2 separate regions of the Zea mays genome follow, and region 1 is linked to region 2. A link is a contact called in public Hi-C data. All regions are on one chromosome and are shown on one strand. Each heading gives the region's core, a stretch centred on a gene start, on an enhancer-like site or on the middle of the called end of the contact. The rest is flanking DNA. Distances are from core to core; before and after follow the strand shown. Region 1 holds the start of LOC103652644 (clathrin heavy chain 1). Region 2 holds the start of LOC100193199 (putative CRINKLY4-like receptor protein kinase family protein).

Region 1 (5,515 bases), core at 918-3,417, 220 kb after region 2:
TGTAAGAACTACCCAAAGAAGAATATTTTCTTGGACAACATAGTTAAAATCTTGCACGAGAACCTGAATGACATCAGAATTTAAGTAAAATATAAAGAACGAATTGCATTATTAGTTCTCACATACATAAATGCAAGTGTACCAACCAAACAACATTTGTGGAAATCAGTGTTTGCTTTATTCAAATGGACATGATAGTCCATAAACAAATGTTATCCAATGGCAAGTGCTCTTGAGTCAAAAGGTAAACTTGACATGTATGGTGACATGCTATGTTAAATGGAAACTTTGGATTAAAGGTTATTGCTCAAAAATCCACCTATCAGCCTACCTTTCAATCAACAATAATAATTGAATATTATCACTCAAAATCCCTCTTTTGTGCAGTGGTTCAATCAACTGTCAGCCCAAATCAAAACGCGGAAAAAAACTCATGAAACTACAAACTGCTTAGGAGTGAAGTCAAACCAAAATTTAGTCACAGTAACCAAACGAGGCCTTAATTGTGAGACCAGGTAAGACATCTCAAAAGACAAAAATCTGCACTTGACTAACTCAGAGTGGCCTAATCCTTTGCTGGATCCTAGAGATTCCTAGTTACTTGATATTTCTGTATTTTTGACACCTTGCTACTACGTTCTTGTCTTTTGCATCAACTATTGCGATATATTAGTGGACATGGAAAAGGCACACAGAATGACAAGACTGTGTAGGCTAACTATACAGGCTATACTGCTATAGGAGCATTTCGTAGAGCAGTTGGGCTGCGAGTGGCGATAGAAACATGGGCAGATGGATATCTTACTGGGGTTTCCCGGAGATGGCGGTGGAGACAGCATGGAAGTCGTCGTCGGAAAAGGGGCCCGAAGAGCAACGACTATAGTAGGGTGTGGTGCCGGCCACGTACGAGAAGCAACACTTCATCGTCACCACCATCCTGCGCCACTCCGATCTAGCATCGCTCTCCGCGGCAGGTCTCGCGGAGGTTGTGCGGTGGGACAAGCTCGCGTTCGTGGACAACGATCATTGTCGTAGCCTAGGTTTCCTCGTAGTTGGCACGCCATACGCCGTCTCGAGCATGCCATCCCCGCCGCCTAGAAAACAACAAGTTTGCGCATCGGACTTGGTGCGGTCGAGCTACGCGCAGCGGCGGCGCTGGGTGTGGGCCTCGAGGGCGGTGTCGGTGCCGAGGGTGCGGTGGGCGGTGGCTCCCCCGCCGCGAGATTGGCGCGACTCTGGGTGCACGTGAAGCCCTTGGTGAGGTCCTGCGAGAACTGCTTGATGTGGCTGGTGGTGGCCTTGAGCTCCTGCGATGTGGAGAGAGGAGGGGAGTGGCGGCGGCTGCGCGATTGATTGGGGAAGTAGAGGAGGGAGTTTATATCGATGGAGTTCGGTTAAGCGCGGAGAATCGGATCATGTGATAGACTGAACCGTCTCCTCCGGACCTGACGCTAGGAAGAGGAGGATAGAAGTGTTGGCCGATTAAAGAAAAGGTGATGGTTTTTTATAAAATTATGACGTGAGACGGCCGATGAAACTGATGCTTTAAGTATATTAGAGATTTGACTTTATATGTAGTTTTTGCTTTTATTATCACGAGCTCTCATGTTTCTTCTATGATCATTAGCTACACCATGTTCACAAAATTAAGGCCATATTTGGAAGCACACAATTTTTATGATACCGGTTTATAGAAATTGAGGTGATTACAAACGTACCACTTTATGACTCAGTTTATAGAAATTAGATTATCAGTTTCTTAAAAACCAAAAAGATGATCTCTCATAGCTAAAAGTTTTTTCATAGCTAAAAGATAAAAACTGTTTTCTTAAAAACTAAGTTGCATCTAAACAAGGCCTAAGTCGTTATAAATCAGTGGTGATTTTTTGATTTATTTAGAATGAAGACAGTAATAAAAAATAAAAAATAGCATCTGTCACTTCCTTTGCAATTTTTGTTTTGCCCTTTAGGGCTTGTTCGCTTATGTCGAATTGCACCCGGAATCGTTCCCCCTAATCAAAGTTTATATAAATTAGAGAAACAATCCGGTTAGGAATTGTTCCGACCCACCAATCTGATAGAAACGAACAAGGCCTTGGTAAACTAACACTGTCTCAGATTGAATCATGTTCACATGGTAGGGACGCCACTAAAAACTTGTCCAGTTAGAGATGCGGTGAGAGGATTGAAATTGAATAAAAAGGGATGGCAGCCAAAAGGGATTATCCTCTTCAACCTCCTGGGTAACTAAAAATTCCCCGGCATCTCGTGCTGTCTTCTCTCTCTCCTTTCCCCTTCCCCGGCTCCCCGCGGCCCGCACCGCTGTGTTGTGCTGGTTGGTTCCGTCGCGTCGCTTGCTTAGATCAGATCTCTCCTTCTCTCCCCGGATCCCGACTGCCTCCCTCCCCCTTCCACCTCAGGCTAGCCGAGAGAGATCTCGGCACCGCCGCCCGTTGCCATGGCGGCGGCCAACGCCCCCATCGCCATGCGCGAGGCGCTCACGGTAATACCTCCGCCACCTCCCTCTCCTCTATTATGCAGTACAGATCTCCATCCACTCACTCACCGATCATTCGTTGCTCGTTATCCGCAGCTCACGAGCCTGGGCATCGCGCCGCAGTTCGTCACCTTCACCCACGTCACCATGGAGTCGGAGAAGTACATCTGCGTCCGCGAGACCTCCCCGCAGAACAGCGTCGTCATCATCGACATGGCCATGCCCATGCAGCCGCTCCGACGGCCCATCACCGCCGACTCCGCCCTCATGAACCCCAACACCAGGATCCTCGCCCTCAAAGGTTCGGACTTGCTGCCTCTACCTACCGCCCGCACCTCCTATAGATCTAGCCCATTCGGTGCACTCCACTTCGTGGGATCTCATTCTCATCATGCCCATTCTAGTCAAAGTCCCTGTTGAATAGTCAGTCGCCTCTCTAGGAATTCCGCAGCGACCTAAGTTTCTGGTTTCCTACTATGGCGGCTGAATTTTGCACTAGATAGTGACATCAAGCCTTTGCTTAAGATCTGTGCAGCCTGATCCTGTGTGCAAGCCATGTAGAACGAACGAGGCTCTGGCAACATGGGGTGCTATAATTCTAGCCTGCCATACATTTGTAATTCATATAGTCATTGTCACTGCAACAAGCCAGATCCAATTTAGTTTAGCATAGCATGGAACCATTAGGATTGTAATTCTACTCTGTTTTAGTCTTCGGTGTTGCTGCTCACATTGGATCGACGGCTTCCTATTTTCTTATAATTGGGCATTGCTTGTTTAACTTATGTTCGAGCACGGAGTTCTTACTTGTCACATTGCTGTTGGCTCGGATACTCTACTACAGCATGGATATTGATGCTAGCAATTACCAAATCAAATGACTGGTTCAGACATCGAGTACCAGTAGCTATATATAGCTGCTTAACGTATAGTTTGAGAATAGTTGTAAAAATGGTAAACATCTGCTGATTTTTTGCAGCCCAAATACCTGGAACAACACAGGATCACCTCCAAATATTCAACATCGAGGCTAAGACTAAGGTCAAGTCCCACCAGATGCCGGAGCAGGTACAAAAGACTTTTCAATATGATTTTTTGCATATGACTCTTTTCCTAGCTGTCAATGAGATGTACTTGAAGTAACATGTTCGATATATTTACTTTTCAACTGCAGGTTGTATTCTGGAAATGGATCACTCCCAAATTGTTGGGTTTAGTGACACAAACATCTGTTTACCACTGGTCGATTGAAGGTGATTCTGAGCCCTTGAAGATGTTTGATAGGACAGCTAATCTGGCAAACAATCAGATCATCAACTATCGATGTGACCCAGCGGAGAAGTGGCTTGTACTTATTGGAATTGCACCTGGAGCCCCAGAGGTATTCTCTTACTGAAATTTATTTCTAGTTACATCATTACAGCAGAGCACATGTCAAATGAGTGTTGAAAGCAAATATTACTGAAATTTCAATCCTCTTATGATAAACAACAATGTCTCTGTAAAGCTCAGTCATTTTGTAGTTGAACAAACATGGCAGTTTCTGTAGGTAGTAATTAGTTTTTACGTAGTACTTGGTTGTACATTCTTCTCATATTGTCGCTCCCTCATTTTCGTGCAACCAGAGGCCACAACTGGTGAAGGGAAATATGCAACTTTTTTCTGTCGATCAACAGCGTAGCCAGGCACTTGAAGCCCACGCAGCATCTTTTGCAACATTTAAGGTACCCTTTCAGTTATTTATGATGCTTATTACCTTATATTCTTGTTTTATTTCTGGTATTTAGTTATTTAGCAACCTTTATCTTATCTGTCCAGGTTGTTGGTAATGAGAATCCATCAACTCTTATTTGTTTCGCCTCAAAGACAACTAATGCTGGACAGATCACTTCAAAGTTGCATGTTATTGAACTGGGTGCACAGCCAGGTTTGTATTTAAAAATCACCAAATTGATTGCGTTTTTTATTCTTTCTAGTGCTACATCTCAAACTTCTCGTACCACACTGGTTATTTTTTGTGCGAGATTCGTTTTTTTTAAAAACATTGCAGTATACTGATATCACCAATTCACCATTGTTCTTATTGATTGTTTGGTTGTAGGGAAACCTGGTTTTTCTAAGAAACAAGCCGACCTCTTCTTCCCCCCAGATTTCCAGGATGATTTTCCTGTAGCTATGCAGGTTAGCGTTTTATGGAAAAAATTGTACACTCATAGGGGAAAGATGTGTAATTGTTAGACCTAATATGTTTTTATTCTATCTTCGCTGCAGGTTTCACAAAAGTATGGGCTTATCTATGTAATTACTAAGCTTGGCCTTTTGTTTGTATATGACTTGGAAACTGCCGCGGCAGTTTACAGAAATAGAATCAGTCCAGACCCTATATTCTTGACGGCGGAATCTTCCTCTACTGGTGGATTTTATGCCATCAACAGAAGAGGGCAGGTTTTACATGCCACAGTTAATGATGCAACTGTTGTACCTTTTGTCAGTGGCCAAGTATGTTCTTCTACACTTTCTGGTCCTCCTTTCCTGATCTATACATTAGGTAATTCTTTTAACACAACTTGATATGCAGTTAAACAACCTTGAGCTTGCTGTGAATCTGGCCAAGAGAGCTAACCTTCCAGGCGCTGAGAACTTGGTAAGCTCTATTAACAAGATGAACATGTGGATGCTGTTACGTTGGTGGTACTTCCTTGGCTGCATTGATGCAGCTTATTTGCTTGCCTAGTTTCTCATTTCTCTGTGCCTCCTTTTTCTGTGTAGTAATATATTTTCTCTGTAAACCACAGTACCGTTCCTTGCTATACCATTGAACTATGTGACCCTAATTTTCTTGAGACCATAATTTTCAGTCCCAGATATATTTATATATTTTGAAACACCAATAATTGAACATTGGGGGTATCGAAACAGCTGTTTTTTTTCTTGATCGTTGACGTTGCTGGATGGGTGCTTGTGGCTTATGCTGCCTGGTGATTCCCAAGAGCTATATGCATGTACCAAATTCTTTTT
Region 2 (5,962 bases), core at 217-2,716:
AGGCGGAGTGCCTGCTCGAGGTTGGCGACGACGTCTGATATGGCCGGGCGACTACCCCCCTGCAGATGCAGACAACGCGCCGCCATGTTGGCCACCAGCTGCAGCGGCTGGAGCTGCTGCGGCGCCGGACGCCTGTCGAGCACGTCCCCAAGCCGGCCGGCCTGGATGCTCGGCAGCGCGAACGACGCCAAGGTCACGGCCACCACGCCCTGCTTCGCCGCGTCCCAGACACTGACCACCGGTGGTTGCCCCGTCAGGACCTCGAGCATCAGCACGCCGAGGCCGTAAACGTCGCTCGCCGGCCTGATCCGGCCCGTGCCGCAGTACTCCGGGTCGGCGTACCCGCCGCACGACGCGGCGCCGGCGACCTCCACGGGCTGGGAGTCCACGCCGGCCGCGCGCCACACCGATGCGCCGAAGCCGGCCAGGCGCGGCGCCCAGGCGGCGTCCAGGAGGACGTTGGAGGAGGCGACGTTGCCGTGGATGATGAGAGGCACGGCGTGGCAGTGCAGGTGCTCGACGGCGCGCGCCGTGCCAACCAGCACCTGGACGCGAGTCCTCCAGGACGCCGTCACCGGCGACGCCGACGAGGACGACAGGTGGTGCCCGTGCAGGTGGTCGTGGAGCGAGCCGTTGGGCATGTACTGGGTGAGCAGCATGCGCTCGCCGTCGTCGGCGCAGGTGCCCAGGAGGCGGACGATGCGGTCGTGGCGGAGCGGCGAGAGGATGTGCTGCTCCGCGAAGAAGGCGTCCTCCGCTCCCCGCCGCGCGCGGTTGAGGCGCTTGACGGCCACCTCAGGCCCGTTCTGCAGGAGCCTTCCCTTGTATACCTTGGTGCCAGTGTCGGCGTCGTTGCTGAGCACGACGGCGAAGTTGTTGGTGGCCACGGCGATCTCCGCCAGCGTGAACTCCCGATCCTCAGCCCCTCCCGCCGACTGATCCAAGACAATACATGCATCACAGAAAGAAAGAGAGTTGACTTGACGATGGATAGACGACGATGAACACTTACCAGCTGGGACTGGGATTGCGAACCATCGAGGCGTCTTGTTATGCCGATGTAGCCGATGACAGGGATGATGGACACGCAGGTTTCGATCTTGCGCTCGACGTCCCTGAACCTGTCGGCCTGCCTGGACGCCGAGAACAGCTGGGACGTGAGCCCCCTCCTCTGGCAGGATGTGATGAGCTGGTGAGCCTCCACGAGCGCATCTTTGAGCCCGGCCACCGCCCGCCTGGCCTCCGGGTCCTGCAGGTGGGGGACCAGCTCCGCGAGCATGCCGACGCGGCGGGCTAGGTGCTCGCAGTCCTTGGTGTTCTGCCGAGCCTTCCGCGCCGCCTGCCCGATCATGGTGATGAGGCCGCCGACGTCGAGACCGACCAGCTGCGCCACGGTCGCCGCGCTCTCCAGCCCGTCCCACATCGTTCGCGAGGGATCACTGATAGATAGCTAGCAGGCTACTGGACTCCTAGTCCTAGACACCCACCCAGGCACCCAGTAATTTAAAAGAGAGCGGAGGGAGGGAGTACCTCGTCGGCACCGCGTACATGGACATGGTGATTGGGACATGCCACCCAACTGACGTGTCGACTCATGCGCCATTGACTTGACTTTCTTTCTAGCCACAAAGAAGAAGCTACTCGAACAATATCCTCTAGGCTCCATGTGCCTTCTCTATATTCTCATTTACATACTGATATAAAAGATTTTATTTTTTCACTTTTAAAGATTTATTTGCAACAATCTCATTAATAAAAATGTGAATCTGAATCTAAGACTTTATATTGGAGTAGCTCCACTGGTGGATCTAAGATTCATTGTAAAACTGTTTGGCTAAATAAATTTCACCTTCAAATCTAGTGAAGGGCAATAATCCTGATGGAGTTGCCACTTGTACAGTTCTACCGTTGGCTTCTTCCTCCCTTCAGTCAACAGTCATGACCAGAAAAAGGACACGGGCGCGACCGGGTCCGCACAGGGCGCGGCCGGGTCCGCACACGGCGCGGCCATGCAGGCCCACGACACGGTCACGCGTAGTTAAGACCTAGCCGGGGCGATGGGCGTGTGTTGACGCTTTTTCGGAGCGCCAAATACTCAAGAAGAACCGGCGGCGGTGCTCTCTGGTCAGGCGCGGACGGTCCGCGGCCTGGGGCCGGACGGTCCGCGACCTGGCGCAGGGGCTAAGGTTTCCTGCCTGACGGCCGGACGGTCCGCGCGTGCGCAGGAGCGGCGGAAGATCGCCGACGGCGCCTGGATCTCGCTCCCGGGAGGGACCCCGTCGGGGAGGAGAGATCCTAGGGGTTGTCTAGGCTCGGGCAGGCCGACCTAGACTCCTCTAATCGACGTAGAGTCGAGGAGAGGCGGAGAATTTGGGGATCGAGGGGCTAAACTAGACTAGAACTACTCCTAGGATAAAATGCGAAATAGAAGTTGTATTGATTCGATTGATGATTACAAATCGGCCGTAGGCCTCTCTTTTTATAGAGGAGGGGGGCTGGACCCTTTACACGACTGGATTCCGAGCTAATTCCGCAAATCTAGCCAACAAACATAGCACAAAACTCGGAACCCTAAACTGCTCTGCCAATGCGCGGACCGTCCGGCCCACAGGCGCGGACTGTCCGGACCGCGGACCGTCCGGCCTCAGGGCCGGACCGTCCGCCCGCTCAAAATGGAACTCAACATATGCCCCCCTGCCTTTTGGTGGAGCTGAGCAAACCAAAGGCAACTAACTCGATGTGATTACATCGGTTCTCTTAGGCATCTTGCCACATACTAGGATGGTACTGTTTGAGGAAACGCCCATTCAAAGCCTTAGGCAAGTCCTTGCCTTGTAATGTTTGTAGCAAATAGGCGTTGCCAGACATCACCTGTTTTACTTTATAAGGACCTTCCCAGCTTGGTGACCATTTCCCGAACTTCCGGTCTTTATTCCTTAGAGGCAGAATGGTCTTCCACACCAGGTCCCCTACTTGAAATGATTTTGCTTTGACCTTCTTGTTGTAGGCCCTGGCTACCATGATCTTGTCCTTTTCTATTGCTCCCAAAGCTATCATCCTCTTGTCGATCACCTCATCAATATTATCAATCATTGAATCATAATAATCAGTAGCACTTAGATCATTTTGTTTGGCGAACCTGACAGCATTCAAACTTATTTCCACAGGCAACACTGCTTCCTGCCCATAGACAAGCTCAAAAGGAGATACTTTAGTAGCCCTATGTTTAGATATCCTATGAGCCCATAAAGCTTCAGACAAAATCTTATGCCAATGTTTAGGATTATCAGATATTTTCTTTTTTATCAAATTAATCAATGTCCTATTGCTAGACTCGGCCTGACTATTGGCCTGAGCATAATATGGAGATGAATTAAGCAGCTTAATTTTGTATAATTCAGCAAATTCACGTACCTCCTTTGACATAAAAGAAGTACCTTGATCTGTAGTTAAGGTCTGGGGAATGTCGAATCTATGAATAATATGCTCAGTTATAAACTCGATTACCTCCTTGTGTGTCATGTTCTTTAGAGCAACGGCTTCAGTCCATTTGGTGAAGTAGTCAGTGGCAACTAACACAAACCGATGTCCCTTTGATGATGAAGGATGGATTTCTCCAATAAAGTCTAATCCCCATCCTCTGAACGGCCAAGGCTTGATGATAGGATGTAATTCGGCTGCAGGGACCAACTGTAGGTCGCCGAACTTTTGACACACTTGGCAACCCTTGTAGTACTTGGAACAATCAGCTATCATACTAGGCCAATAAAAACCGGACCTTCGCAACAACCACTTCATCTTTGGAGCTGATTGATGAGTACCACAAATCCCTTCATGTACTTCGGCCATGGCTAATATAGCATCATCTGGGCCCAAGCACTTAAGCAGGATGTCATTGACTGTTCGATGGTAAAGTTCGTCACTCATCAAAACATACTTGAAAGCTGTTCGCCGAATGTTCTTATCTGTTTTGATATTGGGATTTCGTAAATAATTAAGTATAGGTGTCCTCCAATCTCTTGCATCGGCTTCACCGTCAGCCGAATCAATTAAGAGAACATTTCTGGTAACCCCGGACGGTCCGGCGCCATCACGCGGACAGTCCGCGACCTGGGAATTTGGCTCTGCACTGGTTATCAAATTTTCAGTTTTGTGAAACTTCCCTCTCTTTATCTGATAACCTGATGCATCTTGTGCCAAATCGTTAGCTCTATGATTATCAACTCTAGAGATATGCCGAATACTGAATTCGTCAAAAGAATGAATTATGCTCCAACATTTCTCAAGGTAACTATTTAGAGTACCATCAAAACATTGATATTCTTCTAACACTTGTTGGACAACCAGCTGAGAATCACCAAATACCTTTACATGTTTTACTCCCATACCATTTAAAAGTTCTAAGCCGAATAGGAGGGCCTCATATTCAGCTTGATTATTAGTGCAATAAGTTTTCAATCGGCTAGAGAAGTCAAAGGAGACATTACTTGATGAAACAAGCACAATGCCAATTCCTTGCCCTTCATTGCAAACCGATCCATCAAAATATAAAGTCCAAGGAGTAATAGTGAGGTATGACATGTCTAGTTCATGAATATCATTAACCCGATGTTCTACAATGAAATCCGCTATGACTTGGCCTTTCATAGATTTCAATGGTTCATAGGCCAAGTCATATTCTATGAGTGCATAAGCCCACTTACCAATTCTACCACTCATAATTGGGTTATGCAACATGTATTTGATCACATCGGCTTGACCAGAAACAGTGCAATGACTAGACAGTAAATAACATCTACATTTGGTGCATGCAAAAAACAAGCATAAGCATAACTTTTCAATAAAACTGTACCTTGTTTCAGCATCCACCAACCTTCGGCTTAGATATGTCACCACATGCTCCTTCCCCTCAGTTTCTTGTGTCAGAACAGCCCCAATGACCTTATCCTCAGCTGCGATGTATAATCGGAATGGTACCCCTGCTCGTGGTGCTTTTAATATGGGAGCCGAAGATAAGTATTTTTTGATGAGATCAAATGCTTCTTGCTGTTCTGCCCCCAAGCGAATTCGGCATCATTCTTAAGCCGAAGAATAGGGGTGAACGCATCAATCTTCCCGGCTAGGTTAGAAATAAACCTTTGTAAATAATTCACCTTGCCGAGAAACATCTGTACCTCGACCTTACAGGTCGGAGGTCCCACATTCCGAATAGACTTGATTCGGTCAGGGTCTATCTCTATACCATGTTCATGTATGACAAATCCTAAAAACTTACCAGCCGACACTCCAAAAGCACATTTTCGTGGGTTCATTTTCAAACCATACTGACGCATTTTATCAAAGGCTTTGCGCAAATCAGCTATATGAGAACTAAACTCAGCCGATTTGACTAATATCATCAATGTAAACTTCCACAGTGTTTCCTAACAATTCATGGAAGATCAAATTCATAGCCCTCTGATAAGTAGCACCAGCATTTTTCAGACCAAATGTCATGACAACCCACTCAAATAAACCAATGAAGCCTGGACATATAAAGGCCGTTTTAGACGCATCTTCTTTGGCCATGAAAATCTGATTATATCCGGCATTACCATCAAGGAAGCTAATAATTCTATTTCCTGATGCATTATTGATTAATGTGTCGGCTATGGGCATGGGGTATTCGTCTTTAGGAGTTGCTCTATTTAAATTGCGAAAATCAATGCATACTCTAAGTTTACCTGACTCCTTCTTCTCCACCGGCACAATATTGGAGACCCACTCTGCGTATCTGCAAGGTCTGATAAAATCAGCTTCTAGCAGCCGGTGGATTTCGTCCTTGATGCGTGGGAGAAGACCTGGACGAAATGTTCTAGCTCTTTGCTTGAAAGGTCTGAAACCAGATTTAATAGGCAGCCGATGCTCTACGATCTCTCGGCTTAATCCAGGCATCTCAATATAATTCCAAGCAAAGCAATCT

Evidence for each region. A called contact is a pair of places that touch in the nucleus more often than the background predicts.
Region 1: a contact with region 2 is called in a Hi-C map of ear, with 1.6 times the contacts expected there. The contact joins the promoter of LOC103652644 here to the promoter of LOC100193199 in region 2. A contact is called at or near these places in 2 of 25 Hi-C or Micro-C datasets (ear and tassel).

Annotation. Positions count from the first base shown.
Region 1 is chr3:235,310,644-235,316,158 of Zm-B73-REFERENCE-NAM-5.0, forward strand. It overlaps LOC103652644 (clathrin heavy chain 1), which reads left to right and starts at 2,168. Exons shown (of 29, transcript XM_020550623.1): 1 at 2,168-2,503; 2 at 2,594-2,798; 3 at 3,477-3,565; 4 at 3,672-3,878; 5 at 4,123-4,221; 6 at 4,316-4,424; 7 at 4,599-4,678; 8 at 4,769-4,996; 9 at 5,076-5,141. The coding sequence starts at 2,459.
Region 2 is chr3:235,088,935-235,094,896 of Zm-B73-REFERENCE-NAM-5.0, forward strand. It overlaps LOC100193199 (putative CRINKLY4-like receptor protein kinase family protein), which reads right to left and starts at 1,467. Exons shown (of 2, transcript NM_001138353.1): 1 at 1,013-1,467; 2 at 1-935. The coding sequence starts at 1,423.